Linked DNA regions of Zea mays: regions 1 and 2 are each linked to region 3. Evidence: chromatin contacts called from public Hi-C data. All regions are on one chromosome and are shown on one strand. Each heading gives the region's core, a stretch centred on a gene start, on an enhancer-like site or on the middle of the called end of the contact. The rest is flanking DNA. Distances are from core to core; before and after follow the strand shown.

Evidence for each region. A called contact is a pair of places that touch in the nucleus more often than the background predicts.
Region 1: a contact with region 3 is called in a Hi-C map of leaf, with 4 times the contacts expected there. The contact joins the promoter of LOC100282307 here to the promoter of LOC100272769 in region 3. A contact is called at or near these places in 3 of 25 Hi-C or Micro-C datasets (ear and leaf).
Region 2: a contact with region 3 is called in a Hi-C map of an unstated tissue, with 7 times the contacts expected there. The contact joins the promoter of LOC103654189 here to the promoter of LOC100272769 in region 3. A contact is called at or near these places in 2 of 25 Hi-C or Micro-C datasets (ear and an unstated tissue).

What each region holds. Positions count from the first base shown.
Region 1 is chr4:181,088,238-181,092,468 of Zm-B73-REFERENCE-NAM-5.0, forward strand. LOC100282307 reads left to right here and starts at 1,967. Exons shown (of 3, transcript NM_001155219.2): 1 at 1,967-2,319; 2 at 3,292-4,153. The coding sequence starts at 2,052. The coding sequence ends at 4,109.
Region 2 is chr4:180,445,672-180,449,907 of Zm-B73-REFERENCE-NAM-5.0, forward strand. LOC103654189 reads right to left here and starts at 1,495. Exons shown (of 10, transcript XM_035967448.1): 1 at 1,122-1,495.
Region 3 is chr4:180,798,396-180,802,751 of Zm-B73-REFERENCE-NAM-5.0, forward strand. LOC100272769 reads left to right here and starts at 2,006. Exons shown (of 10, transcript NM_001147222.1): 1 at 2,006-2,222; 2 at 2,473-2,554; 3 at 3,402-3,493; 4 at 3,648-3,725; 5 at 3,809-3,870. The coding sequence starts at 2,136. It overlaps LOC100216785 (Galactosyltransferase family protein), which reads right to left and starts at 573. Exons shown (of 1, transcript NM_001143184.1): 1 at 1-573. The coding sequence starts at 455.

The sequences.
Region 1 (4,231 bases), core at 717-3,216, 290 kb after region 3:
CTATTCTTTTCCATATGTAACCTTATGGCTTCCACTTGATGCTTCTGGTGAACGATGTGGGCCCACCATGTGTTATAGCACTTATGTGCCCACAAGTTGTGCCAAGGCAACCATTTATTTTATGATCGTACCTTAGTCATGTTAAAGTGACATGGTTTTATCGAAAATGCTCAACGTCTATTTCCATAATTAACTGTTTTGCTGCTAGTTTTGTTTACAGAACATGAGGCGTCTAAAATTACGTCTGCTAGTCACGTGACCAAAGAAATTAGAGAGAATGGTGATGTACCCCTTGTCATGAAGACACAACTTTAACACATGTTTAGTAGTTCTATTTGCATTGGCGCAATATATGGAACATCTATTTTTCACCATATGGGTTATAATTATGTTGTACTATATTTATAATTTTTTTGAAGGCTGTTTTCCCTAAAATTTTGATATCCAAAGTTGAAATTGGAGCATTGAATACTAAAATATTAATGGATAATCACCTAGACTAAGAGTAAATTTATGGCGCACCTTTGTAAAACTATAATCTAGTCAATGGCGATATGAAAATGTCATAGTCCTTTTTATCTTCCAGTTATCACACCATTGTTACTATAGCTCTCTCGTTTCTATCCTCATGACTTCCACTTGATGCTTCTACCAAATGATGTTGGGCTCCACTATGTGTTTTGGCACTTATGTGCTCGAAGATTATGCCAAGGCAACCGTTTGTTTCATGATGCCTTAGGCATGCGAAATTGGCATAGTTTTTTATGGCAATGACCGACGTCCATTTTCTCGATTAAATGTTTTCTATTGGCTTTGTTCACAAAAAATGAGGTACCATCGAAATCACGTTTGCTAGTCATGTGATAAATATTAATTAGAGAAAATGGTGATGTACCCCTTCACAGAAGACACAATTTTGGCACATATTTAATAGTTCTATTTGCATAGGTGCATCATATGGAACACCTATTTTTCATTGTATGGGGTTATAATTATGCTATAATATATATTAATAAATATGGTGGATGTCGTTTTCTAAACATTCCAATGCTTCAAATTTGACATTGAAGATATGGATGTCAAAGCATTAATGGCTAATCACCTAAACTGTGAGTAGATTTAAGGTGTGCCTTTGTAAAACTCCAATCTAGTGAGGGGCAATATTAAAATGTCCTAGTCCTTTCTATCTTCCGGCTATCGCACCGTTGTTACTATAGCTTTTCCGTTTCTAACCCAGTGGCTTCCGCTTGACGCTCTACCGAATGATTTGGGCCCCATGTGTTTGGGCACTTATGTGCCCGCAAATTATGCCAAGACAACCATTTATTTTATGACCTTACCTTAGACATGTGAAAGTGACGTAGTTTTATCGACAACACTCGACGTCCGTTTCCACAATTAAATGTCTGTTGCTGGTTTTGTTTGCAAAACATGAGGCGTATGTTTGCTAGTCATGTGACTAATTAGAGAGAATGATGATGTAGCCCTTGATATGAAGGCACAACTTTGGCACATATTTATTAGTTATATTCGCATCAACACAATATATGGAACACCTATTTTTCGTCGCATGGGGTATAGTTATGCTACATTATGTTAATAAATATTTTAGAGGTTGTTTTTTTATAAAATCTCAATACTCTAAAGTTGACATCGGAGCATTGGATATCAAAGTATTAATGTCTAATCATCTAGATTGAGAGTAGATTTTGAGATGTACCTCTGCAGACCTCTACATCCACGAAGGAGCAATTTCGCAAATATACTAGTCCTAGCTATCTTCTGCCTACTTTGTACCATTATTGCTGTAGCTTTCCGTTTCGCCTCCGTCGACTGACGTGTGGACCCCATCGCACCTCCCTCCCTCTCCCTCTCCCCCCCCCCACCCCCACGCGCCTGGCCGCCTGCAGACTGTGCCAGTGGCGGCCAGCCAATATATAGGGCCCACGCCCCGTCCGCGCTCTCCAAAGTTTCGTCCACCATTTCGCTCTCGCAAGTCGCAAGCCACCGATTTGTTTACAGGCGCCGGAGCTCCCGACGACGACTGAGCCATGTGCGGCGGCGCGATCCTTGCCGAGCTCCGCGAGCCGGCGCCGCGCCGGCTCACGGAGCGGGACATCTGGCAGCAGAAGAAGAAGCCCAAGAGGGGCGGCGCCGGCGGGAGGCGCTCGTTCGCGGCGGAAGACGATGAGGACTTCGAGGCCGACTTCGAGGACTTTGAAGCCGACTCCGGTGATTCGGATTTGGAGCTCGGGGAAGGGGCTGACGACGACGTCATCGAGATCAAGCCCTTCGCCGCCAAGAGTACTTTCTCCAGAGGTATTGGCTCAAGCTCGAGGCGGCTTATTTTCTATGGCTGTATATGTATTTTTTGCGTTTGATTGATGCGGACGACTAGAATCTACGAGTTAGTTGAGGAATTTTAAGGGGGCTGGTACGGTGCGCGTTTGAGGTGCGACTCGGTGGTTGGAATGGACCGGGGACGAAGAAAGAAAAAAGCGAGGGGATTTGTGTTTACTATTTAGATTAAGTTTTGGCTTGTAGGGGATTCTGCAACTTATTAGATGATTTTATGGTATCCGATTGGGATGAAGTCTGTCGCTTTCTTTTTCATTCGAGTTACAATTCTGTAATGGGCAAAATAGTCTGTTTTGGTTGCCCACCTGGGAGTCGTGGGAACACAACTCGGTTCTTCGAGTGTTGGATCTGGGCGTTCCACCGTTTGTGCATGATTAGTTACATTAGATGCATATTATTTAAATAGTTCTGAACTTGTGGTATCACTTGATATGTCTGTAGCCTATGAATTTTCGTGGGGATTGTTCTAGACTCTTTTAAACTACCCTACGCGATTTATGGTGTTGAGCTTGAGCACATGATTATATATTCACATGCATCTGCTGTTTATATGGTTCCTTGTATGATTGTATTTCGTTGCAAGTAATGAAGAGTCACTAGGCCTGATTAATTGTCCAAATGCTTGCAGTTTGCAAAGTTTAGGAAGGTCAGATTTCTGGTCCCGTGTCTGCAAATGGGTTCTAATGTGCAGTATCGTCTATAGTGGAAGTTTTAGATATGATTGCATAATAATGATTTATTTGATGGCACCAGGGTTGTGTAGAATCTTGGGCTTTCATATTTATCGTGTTTTGAACTGTGCTTTCTGCAAATATGAAATAGATGCGCATGGAGAATGTTAATTTTGGTTGTGATGTTGCTTCATAACTCAATATGCATATATATCATTGACAGAGGCAATGTTACTAAGGTTTGATTCTTTCCTGCTTGCAGATGGCTTAAGCACCATGACTACTGCTGGTTATGATGCCCCTGCAGCAAGGTTGGCCAAAAGGAAGAGGAAGAATCAATACAGGGGTATCCGCCAGCGCCCTTGGGGTAAGTGGGCTGCTGAGATCAGAGATCCCCAGAAGGGCGTTCGTGTTTGGCTTGGTACTTTCAATAGTCCGGAGGAAGCTGCAAGAGCTTATGATGCTGAAGCGCGCAGGATTCGTGGCAAGAAGGCCAAGGTTAACTTTCCTGATGCACCAGCAGTTGGTCAGAAGTGCCGTTCTAGTTCAGCTTCTGCTAAAGCACTCAAGTCATGTGTTGAACAGAAGCCAATTGTCAAAACAGATATGAACATCCTTGCCAACACAAATGCACCCTTCTACCAATCTGTTAACTACGCATCCAACAATCCATTTGTTCCAGCAATGAACTCTACTGTTTCTTTTGAGGATCCTATCATGAATCTGCACTCTGACCAGGGAAGTAACTCCCTTGGCTGCTCAGACTTGGGCTGGGAGAATGATACTAAGACACCAGACATCACATCCATTGCTCCCATTCCCACTATTGCTGAAGGCGATGAGTCTGTATTTGTCAACTCCAATTCAAACAGCTCGATGGTGCCTCCTGTCCTGGAGAACAATGCTGTTGATCTCACTGATGGGCTGACAGATTTGGAATCCTATATGAGGTTTCTTATGGATGGCGGTGCAAGTGATTCAATTGATAGCCTTCTGAACCTTGATGGATCACAGGATCTTGGTAGCAATATGGACCTCTGGACCTTCGATGACATGCCCATCGCTGGCGATTTCTTCTGAGGAATTTGAAGCTTGGCCATAGGACTATGTACATAGGGACTAGGGTAAGCATCGGCGTCTGCAAATTTCTCTGAAGTTACATTCCATTTTCACCTGGGCTAATATTTTTTTGTTCCATGTTT
Region 2 (4,236 bases), core at 245-2,744, 350 kb before region 3:
ATGCTTATTGCGTAAATAGGAATTTCAGAACAATCAAATATTGGAAGGGTATCTAATCCGGATGAAATAGTTGTAGATCCAGCATTAAAACGACAAATTGATGAGTATGGTAAAAATGTTCAAGATGAAGGCGAGAAGGGCGTACTTTTTTAAAGGTTTGTGAGTTGTGACAACCAAGAACTTAGATTTGCCCCGCATACATTTTTAAGAACATGTGAGAATTACGATTGGTTGGAGTATGACGAGTCAAAGGATACATCTTATTGCTTTTATTGCTTTCTTTTTAAGCAACTAGGAAAGGGTGACAAATATGAAGCTAAAAACTAGAAGGATACAATTGCCTCAGTCAACTAAAACAAGATTGATAGCCTCGTGGTATATTTGCTTTGCTTCTTCTTGTTTATATATTTTTTTATTTTTCTTCATTCAAATTCTAACTTTTATTATACGATCACTCGTTTCTATATGTATTATTACATTTGTTTTACGGTATTGTCTGGTTATTTTGTGATTTTGTTTGGTCCCACGTGAATTCCTGTCATGCGACTGTCTGCTGTCGAGGAGGGAAAGAAAGCCCCCAACTTTGATCCCACACAAGTTGAGCCTTCACTGATCTCTAACAATGACCTAAATTCCTTTTTCTTAGATAATGGAACGAGGTTCCAGTCTCTCTACGTCGTTCGACAACGTATACAGCTGCATGACCTATAAACTCCTATCAATCCAGATACGTAAGAAACGAAGTTGACGCATGCCGAACAACTTTCCGTTACAATAGCCAAGCAACGCGAGCGCGTGCTGAAATCAGAGGCCAGCGATCAGACTCCAAAAAAAAACATGGAATGAGCTCGAGCGATCTCGCTGGAGCACCCCGAGCGGAGCTGCAGAACCGCATGCCACGACTCCCACGAATCTCATTCTCGACCCACCCTCTCCCGCAAAACCTCAAACTGCCACCCCGCACCAAATAGCAACCACTCCTGAATCCCCCCGGAGTAAGGGGAAGGGCCAAAACGAACGGAGAGACGTGCGAGCAGAACAAAATAAAACTACTGATGAGCAGCAAACAATTCGGAGAATCCACGAGAGAGAGAGAGAGAGAGAGAGAGAGAGAGGAGCACCTGGCGGCGATCCGGGGCCACGCGAGCACGAGCAGCCAATTGCGGAGCGCGAGGCGGTGGAGAAGGAGAGACCCGAGGAAGAGTCGAGAAGGGAGGGTGGAGGGGGGATATTCCCATCCTCGGGGGACAGGGATCATGTCACGCGGGCCTCCAGGGCGAGGAAAGCCGCCGCCATTGGGCGCTGGGGCTCGTCGGCGCCGGTCTGGGTCGAGGCGGTGCGGCTCCGGGTCGGGTGGGGTCGAGAGAACTCGAGATCGATAGGTGGGGAAGGGTGGCAGTGGCTGGGAGGACACGCGGCTCTCCTTTCTGTTATTTTTGGTCTCGGGCTTGCCTGGGTGTTGCGGCGGCACACGCTACGGAAACAGAACAGTCACGTACGGCGATGATGCCCAGGCGTCGTTTCATAGACTGGGGTGCGGCTACTAGTTAGCGATGAAAACGATCGCGAACGGTCGAAAAAAAAAGACTCTAACCATTTTTTTATTTATAATTTTTATCTAAAAACAAAAAAGGAATTTAGAACGCTAATACACTAGTGAAGAAAACGGAAACGGCTATGTCCAAAATCGAGAGTAGAACCAGGACTGTCTCTGCGTCTAGACGCGTACTCGATTTATATATAGAATAGCATTCGAATAATTAAAGGTATTTGAAAACCAGTTTACTTTCTTGTTAAACTCAGATGACGTAAAGTCTTCAGATGATTATGATCTTTAAAAAAAGTTGCACTGCTTTTATAGAAACTTTTTCTCATGCCAACTCATCTTACGTTGATATTAATAATTTTTTTAGGATTTTCTCATCCTATTTTTATCCCAGTGGCGGACGCACCTCCGTGGGCATGCGCTCGGGCTCCATCCGTATACAGTATACGATATACCGTATACCAGGGGCGGACCGACGTTAGGAGCAGTGGCCTCCACTCAATTTTGTTTATTTAGTGGAAGTTTTACCTTATTTCCAATAGAATATGTAGACCGTTGGTCAAAATCAACAACAGCAAACACATTTTAGGTTGCCCTTCCATTTCTACCAATGTACCTAATTTGGTCACGTGAGGGTGGTACTGCTGCAACGTGAGTGTCATCTATTGCACCAATGCAATCTTTGAAAAAAGGCATCATCCTATTGTTGGAAATTGCTATCGGTCGCAAGAAAGCCAACGGGGGTGAACAGTGTGGACAGTAGGGTTACGCGTGAGATGGCAAACAGCTCTGTTTTCTCCGGCCTCTCACGGGCACTGTGCGGGGGTATTTATAGGTACCTGAACGCCCAGCGCCCTGTGTTAAGGACGCATGTGCCCTCAGCTACCTAGGTTATCCCCAGAATATTCCCATAAAGCAGGGTTACAGACTGTAATTACAGGGATGCCTTTACAAATTAGGCCCGTAACACGCGGCGGCCACGCAGGGCCCGTTACAATGGGCCGGATCGCACGTGGGCCTCTGAGCTGGACGAGGCCGCACTGTGGGATGCCTTCGTCGCCGGTCTTCGTCTGGTGCCGATCAAGCGAAGGGTGTCCCTGCCTGCTCTGTCTGTCAGAGCAGCGGCTAAGCAGCGGAGACTTCGAGCGAAGGGTGGCGTTTCTGCCTTCGCTCCAACATCTGCCCTCCGAGGGACCAGTTCGACAAAGTCACCTGGTGCCGAAGACGTCGCTAGATGGCGGAGACGTTTCCCTCGCTCGAAGTGGTTCCGCGGGGGTTTTTGATGTGACCGTTGATTGACCGCGTACTGTTGGATTGCGGGTTTCCCGAAGCGCCGCGCTCTGTTGGATTGCGGGTTTCCCGAAGAGCCGCGCCCTGCCTATAAAAGGGGGCGGGGGCCGGCGCTTTTTGAACTTTACTTTTGTGCGCTCCGCGAAACCCTAGCCGCCCGTCGTCTTGCTGCTCGTCTGCCCGCCGTGCTCTTGTTCGCCGGAGATCTGGCGCGAGTGAAGCAGACTGTCCGCCGCCGCCGACGGTACGTAGCGATGCCGTCTTCCTCTTCTTCCGCTGCCGCTACGCCGCCGGCCGGTTCCTCGCCGCCGGCCGCCGCCTCGTCGGAGGAGACGCTGAGCAGTTTGATGCCGGAGGAGTTGCGCGCCGGCGATTCCGTTGATTTCGGCGTGTCGCGAATGTCATCGGCCCGCGTGGAGGATATGCAGCGTTTGGGCTACTTCGGCGGTGGAGTTGCCCGTGCCCCGGGGACGGAGAAAGTCCCCGAGCCGGAGGGCGAGTTGGTTGTTTTCGAGGCGTTTTTTCGCCGCCGGTCTCCGCTTGCCTGCGCATCGGTTTGTTGGCGAAGTCCTGCGCAGGTTCAACGTGCAAATACATCAGCTGACGCCGAATGTTGTGGTGGCCCTGTCGAAGTATGTATGGGCGACGACTTCGTACGGCGGACAGCCATCGGTCGAAGTTTTTGCGAAGCATTATTGTTTACACTGGCAGAAGAGGATGATCGGGGACGAAGTTGCTCAGTTTGGGTCCTGCACATTCACGCCGAAGACCGGCAAGACCACGATGCCAGTAGTCGAGTTGGTCCCTTGCGCCCGCAACAAGTGGGGCAACTGGAACGAATTTTGGTTTTACGTTGCTGAGGGTACCGTCGAAGGCCACGAGGGACTTCCCGTGTCCGAGATGTGCTCTCATTTTTACTCGGCGTACCCGCCCTTTGAAGTGGCGGAGGATGATGTGGACGAAGGGGCCCTTCGGAGTGCCGCCGGCCAGAGCAGTGGGCGCGACTTGGTTGAAGAGTTTGTGGCGTACGGGGTATGGCCCTTGGCGCATGGTTGGGCGTTGGGCGAAGTATGCCCTCGCCAGATGCCTTTCCGTGGTGGAGAGATGGTGCGGAGTCCCGCCTTCGCGCTTAATCTGCGAAACCGTGATCCGGCCGCCTTCGTGCGTGAAGCTGAGGATGAGGCGGTGCGGCTTGTTGGGCGTTATGTGCCGAGGACCGAGGGCCAGCGCAGCTGGGAGATCCGCGGGTCGAATGACCGTTTGAATAGGGTCTTCGAATTGAACCAACTGCCATATGACGGCTATCCTGGTCAAGACGACGCGGACCGCCGGGGGAAGAAACCAGTGGTGGAGACTAAAGACGACCCTGCGCCGGCGGCCGCCCCATCCTCTAAGAAGAG
Region 3 (4,356 bases), core at 756-3,255:
ATCTCGAGCGGCACCAGCACGCGCTGGTCGTCCTTGTACAGCCGGCAGAAGACGAAGCGGACGTCCACGTGCGCCGCGAGCCCACCCGGCGACGCGAGCTGCAGCCCGTACACCATGCGCAGCAGGTGCCGCCGCTCGTACAGGTCCGCGCGGGTCAGCACGCCGATGAGCAGCCGGAACTCGGGCTTCCGGACCGCCGCCGGCTCCGCGGCTGCCGGGCCGCACGCGCTCAGCATCGCCTGCAGCTCGAACTCCTTGGGATACACGAAGAGGAAGATGAAGGCCAGGAGCAGGAGCGGCAGGAGGACCAGCGCCTTGCTGGAGGCTGACAGCCTGGGGAGGCCGCCTCCACCGCCGCCGTGCCTCTGCTTCGTGCCGACCTGCTGGAGCGCGTCTTTGCCGTTGCCCATGAACGACTTGAGCAAATTCTTCTTCTTCGGCGGCGGCGGTGGCATATCGAATTGCAGGCAATGAGGCAGATAAAAAAGCGCACACACAGTCGTCGTCGCCTGATATGACGGTAGGCTGCTATACTGACATGGAAGGCAGCTGAAGGGGAAGCAGAGTCGGTTCTTTTTGCCGGTGGTGAGAACTGGGAAGCTTAGCCAGCACGGAAATGGCGACGCCTTTATTGCCTAGAGGTTGGCGAGGGTGAGGCGCGGAGTCCGTGCGTGGGAATGGAGAGGTAGGCGCGGCATGCGAGGTCTCGTCTCGGGCGAACGTAACGTAGCCCGGTGGGGTCAATGACGACGTTTGCATGCAGATGCAGTGAGCGAGATGCGTGGCTCGATTTGTCAACACTCACCTTGCGTGAAGAACAAATTAACGAACGAATTGGGGACGTACTTCCGGGGATTTGGAACTTCGCGTGCCATCTCTGGCTGCGATAATCGCAACGCCCCATGCGGAGGCCAAAGCAGTGCCATGTGGTACGCAACGTCAACGGATGGCTGGGGCGTTGGGCTAGCACATAGCAGCTGGCCTGTGTGGGAGCTGATCACGTAAAATAAGAGATTTATATGTTAAATTATATTGTTTATAGGTGATTTGTACGCAGTAGCGGGCCTAGGATTTTGTTAAGGATATGCCATAATAATTTTTTACACTATTTATAATAACTCATGTATAATTTAGTATTCTATTGGTTGGTTGGCTTATAAATGGACCTATATGTATACTAAGTATGTGCTCGTTAGGGCTGGAAAATTAGCTCGAGGCTCGCGAGCCGGCTCGAGCTCGGAGCGGCTCGGCTCGGCTCGGAGCGGCTCGCGAGCCTCGAACGAGCCGAGCCTCTTCTTCAAGCTCGTTTTTGTAGCGAGCCGAGCTGAGCCAGCTCGCGAGCCTTGAAAAAATGATGAATTTATGGAATAATAATGCATATTAGATAATTTTATGGATAATAGCTCATTTTTTAGTCTTTGATGATGAATATATAATGTTAATTCACCAAATAATGCAACGATAAGTACCAGAATATGGCTCGCGAGCCGAGCCGAGCCGGCTCGCGAGCCAAGGTCGAGCCGAGCCGAGCCGAGCTCGTTCAGTCACCGAGCCACGAGAGTAAAAAAATAGTATGAAATATATATACGGAACGACAAATATCACTATGATATGAAAAACTCGTGTTACAGTTAATATTATATTGACGATATAAATATATAATATTATTATAAATATGCCGACCCAAATAGATTAAATTGATGTCAAACAAACATTAACAATATCGTATAAATTGTTTCTAAAGAGTCATTATAGAATTTTTAATGATATGTTAATATGTCGACCATCATATATTAATCTAATCTTAGGTCTCTCTTGTATTGTATGTTTTTGCAGTCATGACATATAGAAATACTGTGATAATTTGATGTTATATAGCAAAAAAAAAATGTACATTTCCAAGCTTAATATCTTTCAATGTTACTTATCCAATCCCACGGTGTACGATAGGCAAAGCAATATCTAGCTGCGTCCGATCGATCAGTCACACGGTGTACAAAGGTCCCTTGGTCAAGTGTAAAGAAAGAACACCGATAAAACGCCGTCGAACTACTCCGGACGGGAAGCACCTCCAATCCCCTCGCCCCCACGGACCCTCGCCGCCGGGGAAGCGCCGCTCGCTCAGGAGGACAGCCATGGCGCCGGAGCCGGAGGATGATATTATGAACGAGAAGAATCCCCGCCCGCTCGACGAGGACGACATCGCGCTCCTCAAAACCTATGTGCGTGCCTCGACCCTCGTTTGGATCTCTCTGATCTCGTGGATCTAGGGTTCTTTGGTGATTTTGTATTGGGGTAGGGCTTAGGAGTTGTGTTCCCTCGTGGCTCAGGCTTGAGATCGGTTTAGGGTTTTGATTTCGTCTGTCGTTTGTGACGGCATCGTGCTTTTACCAGATTTAGGTCACCGTGTGTGATTTGAGGGGAAGAAGCTGCTGGTTTTTGCTAATTTTAGTTCGCTGGATGCTGCTGCAGGGGCTTGGGCCGTACTCGACTAGCATTAAGAAGGTCGAGAAGGAGATCAAGGAAATGGCCAAGAAAATCAATGACCTTTGTGGTGAGTGATAATTCTATTATGATCTTTTTGGTGTGGCGATGGAGATGTAGGGCAGTTTGTTTCTGAGTCGGTCCTAAGGATAGGTTTCATCACTTCGTGGCATTTTATTCATCTTCTAGCTTAGACTGTTGAGTTATTACACTGAGAATTAAATTCACCTGGAAGCACTTGTTTCAGCTGGCTGTTTACTTGCAGCTAATAGGAAGTTTCATTTACTAGTTTGGGAACTCCATTTCCCAAGGGATTTTTATTTCCCCAAGGGAAAATGAACTAATTTCCCTTGTGAAAATGAAAATCTCTTGGAAAAATAGGGTTGCCAAACTAGCCCTTACTTGAGGATCTCACATATAGTTATTCAAATGGTTAAGGTGTAGCTATGTATTATTTTAGTGTGTTAACTTGAAACATTATAGTTTACTATATTTTTTCTCAACGAGGGTAAAAATTGATGCAATTTGTATCTTTAGTCGATGACTCTGTGGTTTTAGCACGGAACTGCTGTTATATTTACCATGCACTGTAGATAATTGACATGTTATTAACTTAATACTCCCTTCGTTCCAAATTATAAAACATTTTGGCTTTTCAAGATACATATGTTTTGTTATGCACTTGGATGAACATTATGTCTAGATACATAAAAACAATGTATCTAGAGAAGCCAAAACGTCTTATAATTTGGAATGGAGGGAGTAGTGTAGTAAGATGAATTGGCTATGAGATCACTTCATATGTCTGGTCTTTTCTATTTTGTTCTATGTTGTTCTGCAATTTATCAGTTTGTTTTAATGCTAGGAAGGTCCTTTTGAATCAGCATACCTGAGATGTGTTCTTATACTAAATGCAGGTATAAAGGAGTCTGATACAGGGTTGGCTCCACCTAGCCAGTGGGATTTGGTTTCAGATAAACAGATGATGCAAGAAGAACAACCGTTACAAGTATATTAAATGACCCTGATATTGTGTTACTTCGTAGATTTTACTTTTACAGCTTTGAGTTATGACCTACCATGCATGATAGTTGGTAGAAATCTTTTTGGTTTCAATTTTACATGTGCTAGTGCATTAATAACTTCTCTTTCTCTTTCTGCAGGTGGCAAGGTGTACAAAGATCATAAGCCCTAATACGGATGATGCCAAATATGTTATAAATGTAAAACAAATCGCAAAAGTATGCCATGCTCGTGTCATTTTTCTCATCTCATGCCACCTAGAATTTGTGCAGCTTTTTATGCCTTGTAATGAATCCTGCAGTTTGTTGTTGGACTGGGGGATAAAGTGTCTCCAACTGACATCGAGGAAGGGATGAGGGTCGGGTATGCCACCCTGTATTTTCAGTTTAAGCTTTCTCTGTTTAGTATATCAATACTTAGTCCTTCATTTCTACTACAGCACTGTGATGCATTTATGTGCTCATGCTAAATGTATACTATAGTTTCCAATAATTATTTGTAAGGAAATGATATGCTATCATGCGAGCTGCATTTCTTATGAGAATAATGCTTATTGATGTGATTTATTAGAAGCCTTAAAAAACAATGGCCATTCATGTAGTGATTGCCATGTCCCTAGAAAAATGTCATAGACTTACATGATTGACATAGATGGGAAACATTGTTTTATTGAATCAACTGTACGTTTAACTCCATGACTTGGCAGACATGTAGTATTTTCTGAAAATCATTATTGAATCTAGTACACCTCTTTGTATTTTTAGTAATCTTTGAGTAGGGCTATTGAATCTAGTAATCTTTGCTAGGGTATAAAGCTTTCTGCCCTATGTAATATTTAGAGATGAAAAG